2 separate regions of the Mus musculus genome follow, and region 2 is linked to region 1. Evidence: chromatin contacts called from public HiCAR-type data. All regions are on one chromosome and are shown on one strand. Each heading gives the region's core, a stretch centred on a gene start, on an enhancer-like site or on the middle of the called end of the contact. The rest is flanking DNA. Distances are from core to core; before and after follow the strand shown.

Region 1 (6,180 bases), core at 2,552-5,051:
CTGACTTAGAAAAATTAATCAAAAGGAGCATTTATAATGATTCTTCTCTTTCCTTTAATGTGACCAGTTATTGTGACTCAATCATGGACCAGTCTAGAAATCAATCCAATTTTGGAGATACCAATGATGAAGATGGCTCAAAATCCCTATCATCCAGCTGAGTTAACCTGGAGTGTAGTCTCCACTCTTATTAGAGACTAAGTGTTTTCAATCAATTCTCAAAGCCACTCCTCATACACCTGGTGGCCAGACTTTGTGTTTGATCTTTACAAATTAGCTGAATTGAATACCTGGGACATTCCTGCAGACAACTTTCTTTGATCTTGTTTCTTTTACCTTTAGGAAACAGATTGGTTGCCTTCACACAGGATTGCTTTCAGCAAGCTTGGTTATTCACAATGGCAGTTATTCGTCAATAAGAAGAAATGCATTGAGTGCCTATTCATATGTCCTTTGGGGCTTTGATCTGAATGGGAACAAGTGTGATTTTGAAAAGTGGTAGTCAGGGACAGGTAAGAGTGTTCTTGAGCTCCTATTGACCTAAGACAGAGAAAACACCAAAAAGGTGTGTTAGTCCTCCACAAAGGGTAAGAAGGAGCGATATAGACATGGACCTAAGACAGGCACTTCTGCATAGTCACTCTATTCCCTAGACAGGATCATGAAAAACAAGAAAATCTTGTGCTCCCATCCAGCTCATCTTGAGAAAACAAAAAAGTTCGTATTATGTCCTTCCTCGTGCCTTGAGTAGACTAAACAAAGCCTTGATGGTTTTACAACCTAATTGGAGATGGACTGAATAGTACAGAATGAAGATTATTTAGGGCATGGGAAGGGTGAATTGAGGAAGTAGAGACAGAGAAAGGGAGAGAGGGGGGGAGGAGGAGGAGGAGGAAGAGGAAGAGGAGGAGGAGAGAATAGTATAGGCCAGCTATGAGCACATAGAGAAAGAGGGGAGAAGGGAATGGGTAGAGAAGGGACAGAGGGGGGAAGAGAACAATAAAGGAAGAGAAGAGAGTGAGGAGGGGCAAGCAACCCCTTTTATAGTGAGTCAGCCATACCTGGATGTTGCCAGATAACTGTGGGACAGAGCCTAGAAGAAATGCTAACACTTCTCTTATCCTTGGACAGCACTCCTAGAGCACTGCAGGAGTGGGGCTGGTCCCTACCCAAATCAGGCTTGGGCCTACTCAACTTCACAGAGACAAAAGCCAAGTCATGATAAAGCCAGTTAGGCTTCTATTTCCCCACCAGAGAACTGTCTTCTTAGAAATCATGTGATTGGCAGTCTACCTGATACACTTGGAAGGTCCCTGCCCCCAGTGTGGCACCTCCTAAACCATTCCTTTCCTCCTGTGCCCCTGACTCAAGTACTCTGTTGCCCTCTCCCTTAAGAGTTAATTTAAGTGGTCTGTCAGTAATTTGGGCAGGAGTCCACCACTAGGGGAAGCTATTTCCCCAAGAGTGGTGCTGGGTGGAAAGATGAAGATTCATGAGAACACCAAGTTTAAGGCTTTTAGAAAAACAGTGATCTGCACTCTGGTTATATGGCCATTTCTTCCAAAGAAAAGGTGATGGTCCCATTGCCATTTTAGATAGGAATAATGTTGGCCCAGGAGCCCCAGCAATGGAGTCTGAAGAGTGAAACAGCAACAGGTTTGTGATACTGGACAGAAATCTCTATACTCAGAAGGAAGTACTGTCACTTGAAGTTACAGCCATTAGCCTTCCTGCTCTTCTCCAGCCACAAGTAGTCCCAGAAGATGCTAGGCTATAGAGGAAACAGAAGATTAACTGAATCGGGGACTTGATGACACTGCTTACATGATGGGGTGAGACTTAGTTGTGACTTAGCTGCTCAGAAATTATGCATATTCCTGTAAGTGACCTCCCCCATCCTCTGTAAAAAAGTCCCATAAACTCATTGGATGGTGAAATTGAGAGGGACTGTCTCTTGGATCTTTCACTGATGCCCTGTTTGTTTGCAGGGGTTTGCTGTCTGCTTTTTTTTTTTTTTCACATACACTTGTTCATACATGAGCCAATGCCTAGGTCCACAAATGAAGGAATTAGAGAGAAAACATTTCTTGCTTGCTCTCTTCCTCCTACCACTGTGCTGGATTATACAATGTTGGTGGCAAATGTGGATTATAGGTTAACAGGGAAGATATTTTGTAATAGTGTAGGATAGAGGCCCTGGAGTGTAACAGAATATTAACAGAACCATTGTGTCATGAATTCCTGAGGTTGGCACAAAGGCTTTGATCAGTCTTTGGGTTTGGTTTTTAGTCCTGGAAAGGTTGATTCCCCACTGCTCCTTGAGAATTCTGACTTCAGCCTACAGAGTCTCTCTTTCTTTCGATTAATCATCCTGCATAACCTAGAACTTTGACACTGGAGTTGGATATACATGTAGAACCAACTAGAGATGCTAGAAAGACTGAGATACTTTGGTCTGCCCTGTGGTTTACATCAGGAGAATCTGCTTGATGTTCTCTGAGCCTCTGGCTTCCTTCCCTTTGCAGCCTTGCCTGCTTAAGTGGATGTGCTCACCTTCACTGATGCTGTGGTCCATTTTCTGACTCATTGTCCTCTGAGCATACCTGTTCATTTACTGTGGCATCATCTCAGGATGATTTCCAGCTCAGGTCTCATTCGGTGCCTAGCCTTCCTACTCTAACCTGTATCAGTGCCTTGTAGACACTTACATGGGCTACTTACTGTGCTCTCAGCTCCACTAGGTTAGGAAACTCAGACTCTGGCTTGCTGTGGAGGCCCTGCTGCTCATCCCAAGGCTGGGCCACAGATGCCATCAATATTTGGCTAATTAGTAAGGTTTGAGTTATTACAATACCATGCCACATGGTAGTGACATAAAGGCCAAGGAAACTTATGTCCTTTTTGGGACACATTGGACTAGGACCTCATAGGTGAGGAGACAGGGCACATACAAACTGGAGGAGGAAGAAATAGCATGTGGCTTCTTCATGGTGGCTTCTGGGCAGCAGGGACACTGGGGTCATCCACCCTCTGCAAAAAAAAGCCTTGTGCCATGAAAAGAACTGCCTTGACTCTAGCTACCAGATGCTAATAGCACCTGCAGCCCCTTATATCACCCAAACATATCAGACACTGCTTAGTAACTTCCATCCCAGTTGTCAGTAAATTCTTTGCTCAGGACTTGCACTTTTTGAATATAAGACCCTGTAGAGCCAGTCGCCAGGTATTTGTCAGTTGTTTGCCTGCTTATAAAAAGGAGGGCCCTGGGCTCTGAGCCACTGCAACTCATACCCTCTAATTTGAAACAAGAAAAAGTCTGGTGGTGGTGGCAAAAAACACAAGCTACAGCACTTGCCTTTGAAAGTATTGGTTGTAGCCAGCCTGGTATACAGAGCAAGTCCCCCGGACAGCCAAAGTTACACAGAGCAAATATGCCTCGAAAAACAAAAACAAAAACAAAAGATGAAGGGAAACAAACAAACAAAAAAACTAGGAAAAGGCTGAGCAAGTTGCCTCTTTCCTTTGCTTTCTGAGGGCAAGCACAAGCCAACTGTGGCCCCTCCATCTCTGCTCTCTTATTCCTACAGCACCATTGTCTCTCCCCAACTGAGTGGTCCTCCCTCCTCAACAGCTATAAATCTTGCTGACCAGATCACCAACAAACCTTGCTAAATCTTAACCAATAAACATGTTGGCCTGGAGGAAGTAAGTATAGAAACCCCTCCCTCTTCAGGATGTCAGCTGGGAGGAGCTAAAGGAAATTAAAGTACTTACTTCAGTGCACATCTGACAGATCTTACCACTGTGCCTGCAACCTGGTCAGAGAGGAAGTAAGGACTGGTGTCAGGAGGGAGCTGCTAGGTGACAAAGGGAAGAGCCCTCAGGATAGGGCTGGGGTTGGGAGTGTGAGATTAGGAAGGAAAAGCTGGGTGGGTGGTGGATGAGAGAAATAGGCAGACATGTATTCCTTGGGGAAAGCTGGGGGGGGGGGGAGTGTTGGAGGGTGGGAAGAGTGGATGCTTGAGCCCTGTGAGAGCCCAGGGATGTGAATGATGATCTAATAACTGGCTTCAACTTCCAAGGTTTGATCTGTGCAGCCCTTCTCCAAGGATGGACAGTTGTCACACTACAAAGTCCTGTGTACTCATCCTTCTTGTGGTCCTATTGTGTGCAGAAAGAGGTGAGGTGGAAAATGAGAGATGGCCAGGAGGGTAAAATGGAGATGGCAAACTGCCTCAGGGTTGTGGTTACACCTGCACCTCCATTGTGTGCTCAGTGCCCAAGGTGTGCTGGTGTCAGGGGATTGGGAATCGGCTTGTGATGGGTGAAGCCTCATGTGTTGTGTGCTTTACTGGGTCTGTAACCCTGCCAGCGCCTGCCTTGCAACCATCACTACATACCAGAAAGACGTTTCAATGTTACTACCTGTGCCACAAACCCTGACCACCAGAGCAGCCTGTCCTTTAGACTCTAACCCTGCTGCCCTGGTCTACCAAGCAGGCCTCTGGCCTGGGTGCACACAAACTGGTAGAGGCTTCTTTTTCTGGCCTGAAGGCCAAGCCAAGGGTTTGGAATCCTCAAATCTTGGCATTTTACTTTTCCTTATGCCCAGCACATGCCACACGAGGCCCAAATGCTAGAACATCTCTATTCTAAGAAGTCTGAGCTTTCAGATACCCCTATACTTCTAGTTACATGTGTATTGCAGGAAACCTCATGGTGAGTCTGACCTTTGAGCTGGACTCTGGGACATTCAGTGCTTTGTCATGCTTCAATATACAGGGGCCAGCTCTGCAGGTGTAGGGTGGGACAGGTCAGAAAAGCCTTCCCTATCTGATGGCCCCACTACCTATTACACACCCACTCATTTCTTGAGCAGACATTTTGTATCTTTGTTTTCCCAATATGGTGATTGCCCCTCTAATTCCCCTTGGGGTGCAGGTCTCTGCTGTGGGTTTGGCTAGCTGAGGCAGCAGGGCCGAGCATACTTGAACAATGGAGGGTCATGGTTCACTTTTGCTTTTGGCAGAGGTGACTGGGCAGTAATATCCTTGCTCTGTCCTAGCACCCAGCAGCTGTGTGGAAGTAAAGACATTGGAGAGAAGGGTTCTGTTCTAGGAAGGGCATGAACTAGCCCTCATATATTGGCTTTTTTCTCAGCTCAGGGGCTGGAGTGCTATAACTGCCTGGGAGTTTCACTTGGAATTGCCTGCAAATCAATTACCTGCCCCTACCCTGATGCAGTCTGCATTTCTCAGCAGGTAGAACTTATTGTGGGTAAGTTCCCTGTGGCCTCCATAAAGATGGCTGAGGGTAGCTTGGAAGAAAACATCAGATCTGGGCACTTGTTAAGGACCATGGTTCTCCTCCCTTGAAACAGAGCTTTCTTGGGTTTGGAGTGGGATTCCTTCAAAGTGGGGGCTGTTGGGGTCCAGGGATATGCTGGGATGTGGATCATAAAGCAAGGCTGCCTACTGGCATGCACAGTGTTCATCTTCCTCCTCTGTCGCCAGTGCACTCAAGTGATGTTCCTACTCATGTGTTTCATCTAGGGTCTCACTGGCTCACTGACAGACCAGGAGAGCTGGAAACATCTAATGAGCCTTTGCATATAATGAAGGAATCTGGAGTTTAGGCTAAAGGAATGACTTAGGAATTTCAGTAGAAAGAGACCTTAGGACATATCAAATCCTGCAAAGTTGCACATTCCAGGCATATCCTCAGATAGACAAGGCAGGAGCAGCCCCACCCTGCTATCCAGTTTCCTGCTCTGACCACATCCTGCCTGTCTCCTGGAGCAGGACTCCTAGATATAACTGCCTGGGGAACTGCAAGAGTCTGAGAGGCTGGTTGCCCTTTCTGCTGTGCCACTGGGTGATCATATAGTGTGCTGTGTCTTTGTGGTGTGAGTGAGTGTGTGTGTGTGTGTGAAAATGTGGATGCACATGTATGAATATATGTAATGTAATGTAATGCATACAAATTTCATAGGAAATCTTTAAGTACCATTCCTCAGCCACAGTCAACTTTGTTATGCAAATGAGTTTCAGATCTCCTGGAATTGGAATTACTAATGGTTGTAAACCAAGATATGCATCTGGGAACCAAACTCTGTACTTCTGTAAGAACAACAAGTGCTTTAATTGCTGAGCCATGTCTTCAGTCCCAATCACCTTGTTT
Region 2 (6,180 bases), core at 1,628-4,127, 110 kb after region 1:
ATTTATACACACACACACATACACACACACACACACACACACACACACACACACACACACACACACATCCCATAAAGACACAGCACAGTGTCAGATCACCCAGTGGCACAGCAGAAAGGGCAACCAGCCTCTCAGATTCTTGCTGTTCCCCAGGCGGTTATATCTAGGAGACCTACTCCAGGAGACAGGCAGGCTGTGGTCAGAACAGGAAACTGGACAGCATGGAAGGGCTGCTCCTACCTTATCTATCTGGAGGATAGGCCTGGAATTTGGCACTTTGGAGGATCTGATATGTCCTAAGGTCTACTTTCTATCAATTTCCTAAGTCATTCCTTTAGCCTAAACTCCAGATTCCTTCATTAAATGGAAAGTTTCACTAGATACTTCCAGCTCTCCTGGTCTGTCAGTGAGCCAGTGAGACCCTAGACATAACATATAGGCAGGAGCATCACATGACTACACTGGCAATAGAGTGGGATGATGAACACCATGCATGCTAATGGGTAGCCCCGTTTTATGATCCACATCCCAGCACATCTCTGGATCCCAACAGCCCCCACTTTGCAGGAGTCCAACTCCAACATCAGGAAAGTACCGAAAGATCCTGACAGAATGTAAAAGGTCACAGAAGCCCTGAAATTGGCAAGATAGATGTCATTGTTAGCAGAACTAGCTTCACTGATTTAGAAAAATAGAGGTGCACAATGCTCTGGCCACTCCTTGAACCTGTGTGTCTGCCAATGTTTTGACCATTCCTTGAACCCATGTGTGTGCCCACTGATGAAGCCCATTGCCAGATGTTTGTGATATTGGTTGCTGAGAAAGAGTCAGGAAATCTCCCCAGCAACCACAGCCCGGCCAATCCTGAGTTGCTACACCTGCACCAGACTCTTTCCTTGTACCCCTCCCATACCCATTTCTTGAGAATAGACATTGTTTAGATCTGGAAATCCCCTACTCCCCCTCTTCTCCTTTCCCCCCTGAGGGCCTATAAAAACTGGGACCTCTTCCCCCTCGAGGTCGACTCCTCTACCCCTGCGTGGGATATGAGTTGTCCCCAGAGCTCTGGCTTTCCCCGAATAAAGCCTCATGTGGTTTGCATCAAGCTTGGTCTATTGTGAGTTCTTGGGTGTCCGCTATTGTCCTGAGGCCTGAGCGATGGGCTCCTCTCAGAGTCTTTCAGTACTACCTGGAGGGAGGGGAACCATGATCCTCAACAAGTGTCCAGACCTGATCTTTTGTCCCATGTTATTCTCACCCATCTTTATATAGACCACAGGGAACTTACCCATAATAATTTCTGCCCCTTGAGCAATGCAGAATCCATCACGGTAGTGGCAGGGAAGTGATTTGCAGAAGTTATCAAGTGGGATCCCCACACAATGGTAGCATTCTAGCCCCCAAGCTGAGAAGGAAGACTGCTACATCCACTCCAGTAGTGACAAGGTCCCGAAAACCTGGGCACTATCCCGAGGCAAAAAGTTCACAGAAACTTAGTCTCCTGGAATTGTGGCATCCCTTATAACGAATGCTCCAATGTCCTTGCTTTAGTTGGGAAATGGATCTGTGTGCTTTCCCTTAATATTGCTTTATTATAAGTACTTCTAAGGATTGAACTTTTGACATATAGCTAAGATAGATTCTAGGCAGTCCTTGAGCCAACCCTGGGCATGGGTAGCTAAGTCACTGCCCTACACAGGAATTTACCATTATCTAGGAAGAAGGAAGTTTGTGATCTAAGGAGGAACCAGAGTAGATACTTAGAACTATAGATAGCTGAGTTACACCCATACACAAGTAATTACAATGGCCTAGGGGGAAGGTGGACTATACAATAGACTAGAATAGGAACTATGGCAAGGGCATGAAGCCCTTGCCCCTGACTTCTAAGATTAAGTGGATCTTAGGTGGAGCTGTTTTTTGGTCCCAGCTGTTAACATTAAATTTTATCTCAGTTGATTCCTGCCAGTCCTTCCATGTAGGCATTCCTCTGTTTTGTGTAAAAGTCACTTATAAGACCGGTGCTTACTTTGAGACAAATTACATTCAGATCCACACTCCCTTGTGTAGAGTCTGTTTGTCACCCCAATTTCCGCCGACCCTATGCCCATCTGCTGGAACCCCTGATTCCCATGGATTGAGGGGGGCTAGTTAGGCCCGGTATGTGGCAGAAGACAATACATTAGAGCTAGGTAATGTGCTTCCAAGACCAGACCCCTCCTCTCCAATGTCTTTACTTTCACACAGAACAGAGCAAGAACATTAATGTACACTAAACTCTACCAAAAGCAAAAGTGAACCAAGAGCCACAGTTGGTCAAATATGCTCAGTGCTGCTATCACAGATAGCCAGCCCCACAGGAGAGACCTGCACCCCAAGCAGTATTTGAGAGACAGCCACCATATTGGGAAGACATAGATACCAAATGTCTGCTGAAGCAGTGAGTTGGTATGTAAACAGGTACTTGGGTCACAAGAAGGGGAGGGATTTTCTGACCTATCCAACCCTACACCTGCTGACCTGGCCCCTGGGTATTGGAGCATGACAGAGCACTGAACTTTCCAGAGTGCACCTCAAAGTTGAGGCTCACCATGAAGTTTTCTGCAACACAGATGTAACTAGAAGTACAGGGGTATCTAAGAGCTCAGACCTCTTAGATGAGGGAAGTTCTAACATTGGGACCTCATATGGAATGGGCTAGGGTATAAGAAAAAGTCAAATTCCCAGAGTTAATGATCCCAAACCCCTTGAGCTGGCAGCTGATACAGGAAAAGAAGGCTCTGCCAATTTGTTTGCATGTAAACCAGTGGCCTGACTGAGAGGCCAGGTCAGAAGGGTAGAGTCTAAGGAAGGACATGCTGTTCTGGAGGCCAGGGTTGGTGGACAAGGTAGTGAGGGCCAAGAGTCCTGCTGGCATATTTAGATTGTAGCATGGCAAGTGCTGGCAGGTTTATAGACCCAGTAAAGCACCTCAGCACAAGAGGCTTCACCCACCACAAGTCAATTCCCAATCCCATGACCCCAGCACATCTCGGGTACTGAGCACACAATGGAGGTACAGATGTACCCACAACCCTGAGGCCCATTTCCATCTCCATTGTACCCTCCTGTACCTCTCTCATTTTCCATCTGACCCCTTTCTGCACACAGTAGGGCCACAAGAAGGATGAGCACACAGGAATTTGAGCACACAATAGCATGAGGATTGTCCATTTTTGGAAAAGGGCTGCACAGATAAAACCTTGGAAGTTGGAAGCCAGTTAATAGACTGCCAATCACATCCCTGGGCTCTCACTCAGCTCAGTCATTCAATCTTCCCTCTGTCCAACCCTCTACGCAGCTTACCCAAAGAATACATGTCTGCGTACTTCTTTCATCTACCACCCATCCAGATTTTCCTTCCTAATCCCACACTCCCAACCACAACCCTATCTTGAGGACTCTCCTTTTGCCACCTTGCAGCTCCCTCCTGACAGGGTTGCAGGCACAGTGGAAAGTTCTGTCAGATGTGAACTGAAGTAAGTACTTAAATTTCTCAGAGCTCCTCCCAGCTGGCTTCCCAAAAAAGGGGGGGATTTTTAGTACTTACTTCCTCCAGGCCAACATGATAATTGTGTAAGACTTAGCCAGAGTTTTTATAGCAGATAGGGAGAAAGGATCATGAAGTTGGGGAGGACCATGGTACTGGAGGACTAAGAGGGCAGAGGGGCAGGGACCATGGGTGGCTTGTGCTTGCCATTCAGAAAGCTAGGGAAGGAGACAGCTTGCTCAGCCTTTTCCTGGTTTTTGTTGTTTTGCTTTGCTTCATGGGTTTTTTTGGTTTGTTTGTTTGTTTGTTTGTTTGTTTGTTTGTTTGTTTGTTTGAGACAGAATTTCTCTTTGTAAATTTGGCTGTACTGGGTCTTGCTATTTAGACCAGGCAGGCTCCAACACATAGCCATCAAAGCCATATCCTGCAGTCACTGCTTCTTCTACCACCACCTGGCTTTTTCATGTTTCACAATAGAAGTGCCTCAGAGCCCAAGGACTTCATTCCTATGAGCAGGCAAACTGTCCCCAGTGCTGGGCCTGCAGGTCAGCACAACCACAACCCACTTAAGGTTTTTATTCTTAAGTCCGGGTCTCTGTTATTACTTGTATTCTGGTGTAAGGCACCATAACCAAACCTAGGTCGATGGAGTTCTCCTGTTTTGTAACAACTGTAGTTTTCTAACTGAACACAGTGTGTTTGTTCCAAGAAACTGCTCTTGCATGCAAGGAAAAGAAGAAATGAGAGTCCCAAAGCTCACCTCTCTAAATAAGTCAGGAAGGTTAAGGAGAAACTTATACTTTCGAGACTAAGCTACTATGTCAGGGCAGAAGAGGTCACAGCTTCAATCCCAAATTCAATTGCAGAGAGGAGCTTGCCTAGGGGCAGAATTGAGCATGACAGCAAGCAAGTTTATGGTCTACTGAGTGGTGACAGGGGTTTTGGGCTGGTTCTAAGTGGCTTTCTTTGAAGGGTATTATCTGAAACAAACAAGCACAAAAATTTTTTAAAAATTAAGCAGCTGCTCTCCTTAAAAGCCAAAGAATTTGTCAACTAAGAGTGACTGCTTAGTTCTTGAGATGAAACTGTGAATATAGTTAGGTTGATTTTATTTATTTTATTTTATTATTTTTGGTGTGGTTTTTGAGGTAAGGATCGATTTTGATGGTACCCAGCTTTCGCAGAACCAGCTGTGCAAACACTATTATTTTCCACAGAGACAGACATGGGAGTATTGTTAAAAAGCACCCCAGCATGTACTTGAGTGTGGATTTCTTGACTCTGCTCACACCTGTCTGTGTGTATTGCACTGGCTTTTGTTTTAGTTTGTTTAGGTTTTCTTTTGTTGCTGTTGTTGTTTCATTTTCTTTGAAACACAATTTCAAGTAACTCAGGAACTTGCTAAAACTTTGATGCTCTTGAACTTCTGATGCTCCTGTCCCTGCCTTAGGAGACCTGGGATCAAAGACTCACCCCACCAAATTCTGTGACCCTTCCAATCTCATGTGAATTTCAGTAAGAGCCATTCCTTGCTTTTTCATCTCCTCCCTTCCTTCCTTCCTCAACTCTCTCTCCACCCTCCACCTGGCAATCTGAGGTTGAGCCCTGGGATCTGCAGAGTAGGAGAACTCCTGTAAGTTGCCTTGTGACCTCCACACATGCACATGTCACATGCATGTGTGCACATAATAATATACGATTAATACATAATTATTATTAAGTAAGTAAAAACCCTTACTATCTTTAAGCCTTGAATACTCTTCCATTTCTTTAGGCCTGCCTTCATTTCTTGCACGGCTTTAAGTCCCAGGCTTGTGCGCCCTTATTTAAACTTATTCCTAGGTATCTGCTTCTTCTTCTTCTTCTTCTTCTTCTTCTTCTTCTTCTTCTTCTTCTTCTTCTTCTTCTTCTTCTTCTTCTTCTTCTTCTTCTCCTCCTCCTCCTCCTCCTCCTCCTCCTCCTCCTCCTCCTCCTCCTCCTCCTTCTTCTTCTTCTTCTTCTTCTTCTTTTTAAAGATTTATTTATTACATGTAAGTACACTGTAGCTGTCTTCAGACACTCCAGAAGAGGGCACCAGATCTCATTATGGATGGTTGTGAGCCACCATGTGGTTGCTGGGATTTGAACTCAGGACCTTTGGAAGAGCAGTCAGTGCTCTTAACCGCTGAGCCATCTCTCCAGCTCCCCTGCTTCTTCTTTAGGCTATTGTAGAACAACTGTTCCCTTCACTTCTTCTTGCTCTTCATTGGTAGTCTATAAAAAACATCACGGGCTTGGTGTGCTGACCTCCTATCCTGCATTTTGGCTGACTTTTCCCCCTTAGCTCTGCCTACTTATTATAGGACCTTATTGATGGTTCTGCATTTCCAGGTAAATCCTTTAATAGTGGGTGTGGAGAGCAGGGTACGGAGAACAACCTTTGATCCCTGCACTGAAGGACCTCAAGTTCAAGGCCAGACTGGCTTGCAGAGGTTTGCAAGATTGTGAGAGCCTTGTGGACAGAGCAAGTTCCTCTCCTTGGCCAGAAGGTGGCATCTTTTCCCACAGAAGGTGGTTATCTCTGCACACCCCCATGCCCTGAACTCTTTCTTTCAAAGATCATTCCAATTGGGTAAGATCTGTTCTAATGGCATCATTTTGTCTTAGTTAAT

The links. HiCAR-type assays count read pairs that join an accessible place to other places.
Region 2: a contact with region 1 is called in a HiCAR-type map of kidney, with 3 times the contacts expected there. The contact joins the enhancer-like site here to the promoter of Ly6f in region 1. A contact is called at or near these places in 1 of 15 datasets of contacts at CTCF or cohesin (pro-B cells), 3 of 484 Hi-C or Micro-C datasets (liver and nephron progenitors), 2 of 115 datasets of contacts at active chromatin or transcription factors (embryonic stem cells and kidney) and 2 of 9 other capture datasets (adipose tissue and embryonic stem cells).

What each region holds. Positions count from the first base shown.
Region 1 is chr15:75,264,620-75,270,799 of GRCm38.p6, forward strand. It overlaps Ly6f (lymphocyte antigen 6 complex, locus F), which reads left to right and starts at 3,802. Exons shown (of 4, transcript NM_008530.2): 1 at 3,802-3,861; 2 at 4,083-4,180; 3 at 5,161-5,277. The coding sequence starts at 4,111.
Region 2 is chr15:75,374,059-75,380,238 of GRCm38.p6, forward strand. All of the region lies in intron 1 of Gm28114 (a long non-coding RNA gene), which reads right to left. Among named protein-coding and RNA genes, the nearest start is that of Gm28114, 16 kb to the right of the region's middle. Within about 2 kb of position 2,878, at least 5 of the 459 cell types and tissues checked have an H3K27ac peak or open chromatin away from gene starts, as enhancers often do. A contact at or near this core is called in kidney and liver, where this site is marked.